2 separate regions of the Macaca mulatta genome follow, and region 1 is linked to region 2. The links are chromatin contacts, called in public Hi-C maps. All regions are on one chromosome and are shown on one strand. Each heading gives the region's core, a stretch centred on a gene start, on an enhancer-like site or on the middle of the called end of the contact. The rest is flanking DNA. Distances are from core to core; before and after follow the strand shown. Region 1 holds the start of LOC701227. Region 2 holds the start of LOC701129.

Region 1 (3,554 bases), core at 332-2,831, 51 kb before region 2:
CAACTCCCTGATTCTTCTGCCCTAAGAAGCCATACACACCCACTAGGTAAAATGCTCCCTCTGGGAGAATATCAATGTCCTCTGACACTCCGGAATAGGAGGTAGAAATGGTGAAAGACCACCCTAATATAACTCCAACATAATTATGCAGCTCTTGGGCACAAGATTTTTCACCAGGTGAAAGTAAATATTTGCTTCCTAAGGATTTCAATCTCCCTCGGTGTTCACAAAAAATGTATAATGATAATATTGGCTAAACAAGTTAATATATTTAATGAAGGAACATTAACACTAAAACCATTGTAAAAAATAGGACTAAGCTATTGATTTTCCCAGTAATGTTAACCTCTGGTGAGTGACTCCACAGAAAGCCATAAGCAGCAGTGCTTCAAAGAAAAAAATCTATTTTAATTTTTTCGTCTAACTTTGTTGCTATTTCTCAAAGGGATATTTTAAACTTGCTTTGACGTGTATGGAAAAGTAGACAGTACTAGCTTAGGGGTCAGATGTGACTTAGTCTTCCCTACTAACAAACTGTGATCCTGAACAAGTCAATAACCTTGACAAACAAAAAAAAAAAAAAAAAAAAAAATTTTCTTCTAACAAATGAGGCAAAATTAGTTTTTTTTTTTTTTTTTCCCCCCGAGACGGCATTTCGCTCTTGGTGCCCAGTCTGGAGTGCAATGGTGCGATCTCGGCTACCTGCAACCTCCGCCTCCCGGGTTCAAGCAATTCTCCGCCTCACTAGCTGGGATTACGGGTATGCGCTACCACGCACAACTACTTTTCGTATTTTTCGTAGAGACGGGCTTTCACCATGTTGGTCAGGCTGGTCTCGAATTTCTGACCTCAGGTGATCCACCCGCCTCGGCCTCCCAAAGTGCTGGGATTACAGGTGCTAAGAGCCACCGCGCCCAGCCAAAATTAGGTAATTCTTGAAGATCTTTCCTGAGTGCAAGATGAAGTCAGGACAGAGGAACAGCAAATACCAAGATGCAGTGATAGACCTGACTGGAGGGCAGTTCGGAACCTAAAGAGGACGAATGCAGAACGTGGAACGGAGTCGGTCGGTGGGGCAGGCCACTGCACTCGCCCTTCCCCGCTCAGGTACGGTCGCGCCCTAGCACACCGGCTCCCGCTTGACCAAAGAACTGCCCCTCCCGCAAGGCTCAGCACACGGACCACGTAAGCGCACATGCCCTCCTCTGCGGCCCCTACAACCGGGGCGACACACGCGGTGTGGCCCGCTCTGGACAGAGACTGCGCCTTTAAGGAACAGGCCTAGCGTCCTGGCAGACATGCTGCAGCCCTGCCGTCCCCGGCTTCCCCTGTGAGATCCCCGAGGCTCCTCCCCGCCACCTGGCACCGGCCCCCTGGCACCGGCCCCCTGCCGCCCGCCCCCGGAGTCGCGCGGGGCCCCCTCGCCCTCCCTGCCCAACCCACCCAGGCTTACCTCACTCTCTCATCTGGTTGCATTCGCCGTAGAAGAGCTGGTAGACCCTTGAAATCGCGCGACCGCCTCCCACGCAAAACCTGAGAAAAACAAAAGGAAATGCGGAAACGCACAGGTAGACGGTGGACAAGGCATGCGCGCAGCTAGCGCGCAAAGCCTGACGGTGTTGGCGCCCAACCTGAAAACTACCTTTCCCGTGAGGCCCCGCGAGCAACCCTTCGGGATTGGCTGAGAGGCGCCCCGCTAGGCAGTGGGCAGATGCCGTTGGAGTTGGCGCGGGAGCTTCCTGCAGCCCTGGCTCTCCCAGGGCGCCCCAAAGGGATGCACTGCAGGGGAGGTCTGTGTGCAGCGTGTGTGCAGTTTAGACACAGACGCGTCAAGAAGAGTTCAGCTGCGTGTCAGTTGCACTTTAAATGTTAGGAAGTAGATCTCATCCATACAAAAAGACTTTGACACTATCTGCGATTCTTTGGGAGCGGGAAAAAGGGGAGGTGCCACAGGAAAGCTACTTCATCAAAATCGTTAAAGCAATAACGATTTTCTGACTGAGCTACAATAATCCGAAAGAAGAAAATAAATGTCACATATTATTTCCTCGGTGACATTAAAATTGCTTGACTAAATGGAAATACATTTAGTCCATCTGTACCTTTCTTAGGAAGACAAAATCCCTAAAAGAAAATCAACAAATTTTTGAGTGTATTTTTTCTCTTTGATCTTTAGTGTATTGTGTACTTTACAAAAGCATTCTCAACTTTATCTGGAATAAGTAAAAACCTAAATAACACCCAGTATACGTTTTAAAAAGCAGGAAAAAATGCATAAGAAATATCTATATCTATCTGTCTATATAATATTGCTCTATTCAAAGTAGTTTGGCACCTGCTTCGTGGAAATAAGACACCATGATTAAGAGTATTCTTTAATGTGTAGTAAATACAGCATCTCAAAACAGTGAGGGAAAGAATGGAGTATTCCAAAGAGCATGTCATTCCGAGCAATTTGGAATATAGAGGTATACATAGATCACACATGATAAACTCTCACATGTATACAATACTTAAACATTAAAACCACTAAACGAGTATAAAGTTTTGAAAATTGGCAAGGGGGCCAGGCACAGTGGCCCACACCTGTAATCCCAGCAATTTGGGAGGCAGAGGCAAGAGGACCACTTGATCCTTGGAGTTCAAGACCAGCCTGGGCACTATAGTGGGACCCCTATCTCTACAAAAAATTAAAAATAACGGTTAGCTGGGCATGTAGGCAGGTGCCTGTGATCCCAGCTACTCAAGAGGCTGAGGTTGGATGATCACTTGAGCCCCGGGCTGCAGTAAGCCATCATGGCACCACTGTGCTACAGCCTGGGTGTCAAAGTGAGACCTTGTCCCAAAAAAAAAACAAAAAGGGATGTGATGCCAAAGATACAAACTATAAATTTAATATCAGTTACATTTTATAATACAGAAAAATAAGCAACTCCATTCCAGCAAAACTTTTTTAGTCTATTACGAGAATTGAAAGAAATGAAATATGGCCAGACATGGTGGCTCACACCTGTAATCTCAGCACTTTGGGAGGCTGAGGCGGGCAGATCATGAGGTCAAGAGATCCAGACTATCCTGCGCAACATGGTGAAACCCCTTCTGTACTAAAAATACAAAAATTAGGTGGGGCGTGGTGGTGTGCACCTGTAGTCCCAGCTACTCGGGAGGCTGAGGCAGGAGAATTGCTTGAACCTGGGAGGTGGAGGTTGCAGTGAGCCAAAATCGCACTACTGCACTCCAGCATGGTGACAGAGTGAGACTGCATCTCAAAAAAAAAAAAAGTGCAAATATTTGAGTGAAAATATGTGAAACATTTATTGAAATTTACATTTTTAAATTTATGCTTTATATACTGAAAAGTTCTTTATTTGGTGCATAATTTTATGAGTTTTGAAAATGCATAGATTTGTGTAACCACCACCACAAGCAAGATACAAAATTGTTTCATCTCTGTCAATAAAATTCCTCCATACTACCTTTTTGAAGTCATATTCCCTCACCACTCTTAGCCTCTTGTAACCACTATCTATTCTTTGGGCCTATATGTTTGCCTT
Region 2 (3,073 bases), core at 400-2,899:
CATTTCCTTAAGAAAACTTGTAATTGTAAATCCCTTCTCTGTCCCTGTGAGATTTAGCAAGACTTTTTAAAAAGTAAATAAGCTTCTTGCTAGTTTAACAACCCAGGAAGGTCGTTCTTAATGGCCTTGGGTCATGTCTTTGAAATGTAAGCATCAAGGAAGATTGCACCCCATCTCCCTGCCTCTGTGGTAAACTCCTAGGCTTCTGGCTACCTGCTGTTAACTACCTGCCTGTCATAGAGACACCAGAAACTTTACTTTTCATTTGCATAACAGCAATTAACTAACACTGACGGCTACCCTAATTATCAGGTGAATTTCAGATGAATTATGCATAGCAAATGGTGTCATACAGTCGTCTTGAGGACAAGTTATCTTTTACCTTGAGAAAATGGAATGCGTTGTACCAGACCTGCTAATATAAAAAATGATAGTTCTTCTTGTCTTCATAAAATCATTAGTGGGTTGCCTGTGACGCACATTGCAGTCTGGTTTAATGTTTATTCAATAATGTAACTGTTTTGTTCTTTTCTCCATCTGTGGAGATAATTTTCTGGGTTGGCAAGAGGCTTTATTTTAAATTATTTCCTCAATACCTCCCAACCAGAAAAGTGGGGTGTGTGTGTGTGTGTGTGTGTGTGTGTGTATTATGTGTGCATATTTTGTATATGTATATACATTTGTGTTTATACACATGACAATATATGGTTTTTTTCCCTAGATGATTCTACTTGTTTTAATGTAATAAAGTTATTGACCAGGAAATACATAATTTGTTTTACATATACAGCCAAGTCCTCTCTCTGTATCCGTGGGTGATTAGTTCCAGGACCTCCCTGGATTACTCAAATCCAGGGATGTTCAAGTCTCTGGTAGAAAATAACCTGGTATTTGCATAACTTACACACCTCCTCCAGGATACTTTAAATTATGTGTAGATTAATTGTAAACCTAACACAGTGCAAATACTATGTAAAGTTGTATTGTATTGTTTAGGGTATAATGACAAGGGGAAAAGTTTGTACATCCTCAGTAAGATTGAATTTTTAAGTATTTTCATTCCGAGCTTAGTTGAATCCATAGATAAGGACCCCCGGGATAAGGAGGGATGGTTATATATATTCCTTAGTGAAATGATAGTCATGATACTCTATACCATTAGGTTAAAATTTGTGTAAATTCATGAGAAGGATGTACACCTAACACTAAGCAATTTTGCTTTTGGGAAGTGGTACACTCGTTTTATTTTAGCTTATACATATTTTGTAGTTTATTACGTTTTGCGTATCGTTTGCACAATTGTGAAAGCTAGCATTCCTAAGAAGAAGCGGTTACACGGCATTACCCTTCATTACTCCATGTACTTTTGTACCCACGGAGTTCAACCACTTTAACAAAACTGCCCATCAGTGTTCCTTGGGGCACCTCACGGTAGCCTTCTGTCTTCAAGCGCGGACGTGCGAAGGTTCAGCTCTCCGCCATCACCGAGCGAAGCCAGCGCCAGCCCCAGGAAACCCGACCGCAAACACTCAGGACCCTGGAGGAGGCCGCGCCTCACGACGTCATCCAAGATGGAGTCGCAGCCGGGCCTTCTGGGAAGCGTAGTTCTGGAGCAGGGCTCGGGAAACGTTCTGCGCATGTGCAGTGCCGTCTCCTTTCTGGCGTCGGCGTTTTTGTCTTACGCCCTAGGGTGGGGAGAGGACTCCGCTGCCTCCGGGTCTCGGCTGGGCCGCAAAGGGCGGGGCCTGGGCCCGGCGCTGGCCAGGAGCAGAGGCCGAGACCCTGCAGGTGTGTCGAAGGCTTTTGCGGGCGGGCAGGGCCCGGGAGGCGGGGTCTCGAGCCTGGAAGCCGCCTCCTGGCCCCGGAGCGGCCTCCGCGGAGGGTCCCGGGTGGGAGCGGCCTGGCGGGGAGGTTGGCCATCTGCGCTGGCGCTCCTGCCCGGAATGGCGTTTGCGCGACCTGCTTGAGGGGTGGCCAGAGAAGGCCTGCGGTGGCCGGGCAGCGGGCGCCTGGAGTAGCCACATTGTGTGACGTGACCGGAGCTGCCACGTCAGGCGCGCTGGCCGCTGCAGACTCGGCGCTCGAAAGCCACAGGGACGTGGGCTCCGGTACAGCCTCTGTAGGTGGTCCCGCTGCGGCTGGACGCCCATTTGGCAAATGATGGGGGCCTTTGGGTACTGAATAGGGTAGTAGATGTAAAGTATGATACAGGACTCAATAAAGGTGAGCTGCTTCTATTATTACAAGACATGTTGTTTTCATTATTGGCTCATTTAATCATCGTAACCATCCTTTCGACTGAACCACCTCCGTTTAAATAAATGTGACTACTAAAGATTCAGAGAGAGAAATTATTTTACCCACAGTATTAGCAGGTGGGTTGTAAATCCTCACTTTTTCCTCTGAATTCATGCGCCTTCCCACACTAAAATCCAGTCTTGGCTTGTATTTAGCACAACATTTGTCCCTTGAGCACCACCAGAACGTAGCTGTGGAGTGTACTTGAACCCAGTCTTAACCACGTAGTGTTGTGTTTCCAAAAATGCTTGGGGGAATCTTCAGAGCCCTTGAGTCAAAAGGTTAATTATTTAAGGCCTTCCTGCATCCTCCAACCTTAGTGTCTTCTCAGAGGACTGTGAAACGTGTAAATTGAAACCACAATTTGAGGGCTCAATTTTGCATTTTACAGGAGAAGCGGGGAATCCCATCCAGCCCAGAGGCTAGTTTCTAAAGACAGGAAATGGGACAAAGAATTTTTTTAAAGATGAAGACTGCAGTTCATCAGTTCCCCCATTTTATGGTGGTGATATGATAATGCCTCTCATTGGCTGATAACTGAGCTTAGGCATTTTGTAAGCACCATGCTAGCTGGAAGTGGTTTTTGCTGCTTATTTTCGTTTTTTTTTTTTTTTTTTGGTACATAATATACATATTTATGGGGTACGTGTGATATTTTGATATATGCATACAATATGTCATGATAAAATCAGGGTAATTATAATATCCACCACCTCATTTATCATTTCCTTGTGTTGTGAATATTCCAAATCTTGTAGCTATTCTGATATACACA

What was found. A called contact is a pair of places that touch in the nucleus more often than the background predicts.
Region 1: a Hi-C map of fetal cortical plate shows a contact between it and region 2, with 2.2 times the contacts expected there. The contact joins the promoter of LOC701227 here to the promoter of LOC701129 in region 2. A contact is called at or near these places in 2 of 14 Hi-C or Micro-C datasets (fetal cortex germinal zone and fetal cortical plate).

The regions. Positions count from the first base shown.
Region 1 is chr9:53,399,105-53,402,658 of T2T-MMU8v2.0, reverse strand. It overlaps LOC701227, which reads right to left and starts at 1,581. Exons shown (of 8, transcript XM_077946270.1): 1 at 1,454-1,581. The coding sequence starts at 1,476.
Region 2 is chr9:53,348,580-53,351,652 of T2T-MMU8v2.0, reverse strand. It overlaps LOC701129, which reads left to right and starts at 1,649. Exons shown (of 7, transcript XM_077946268.1): 1 at 1,649-2,223.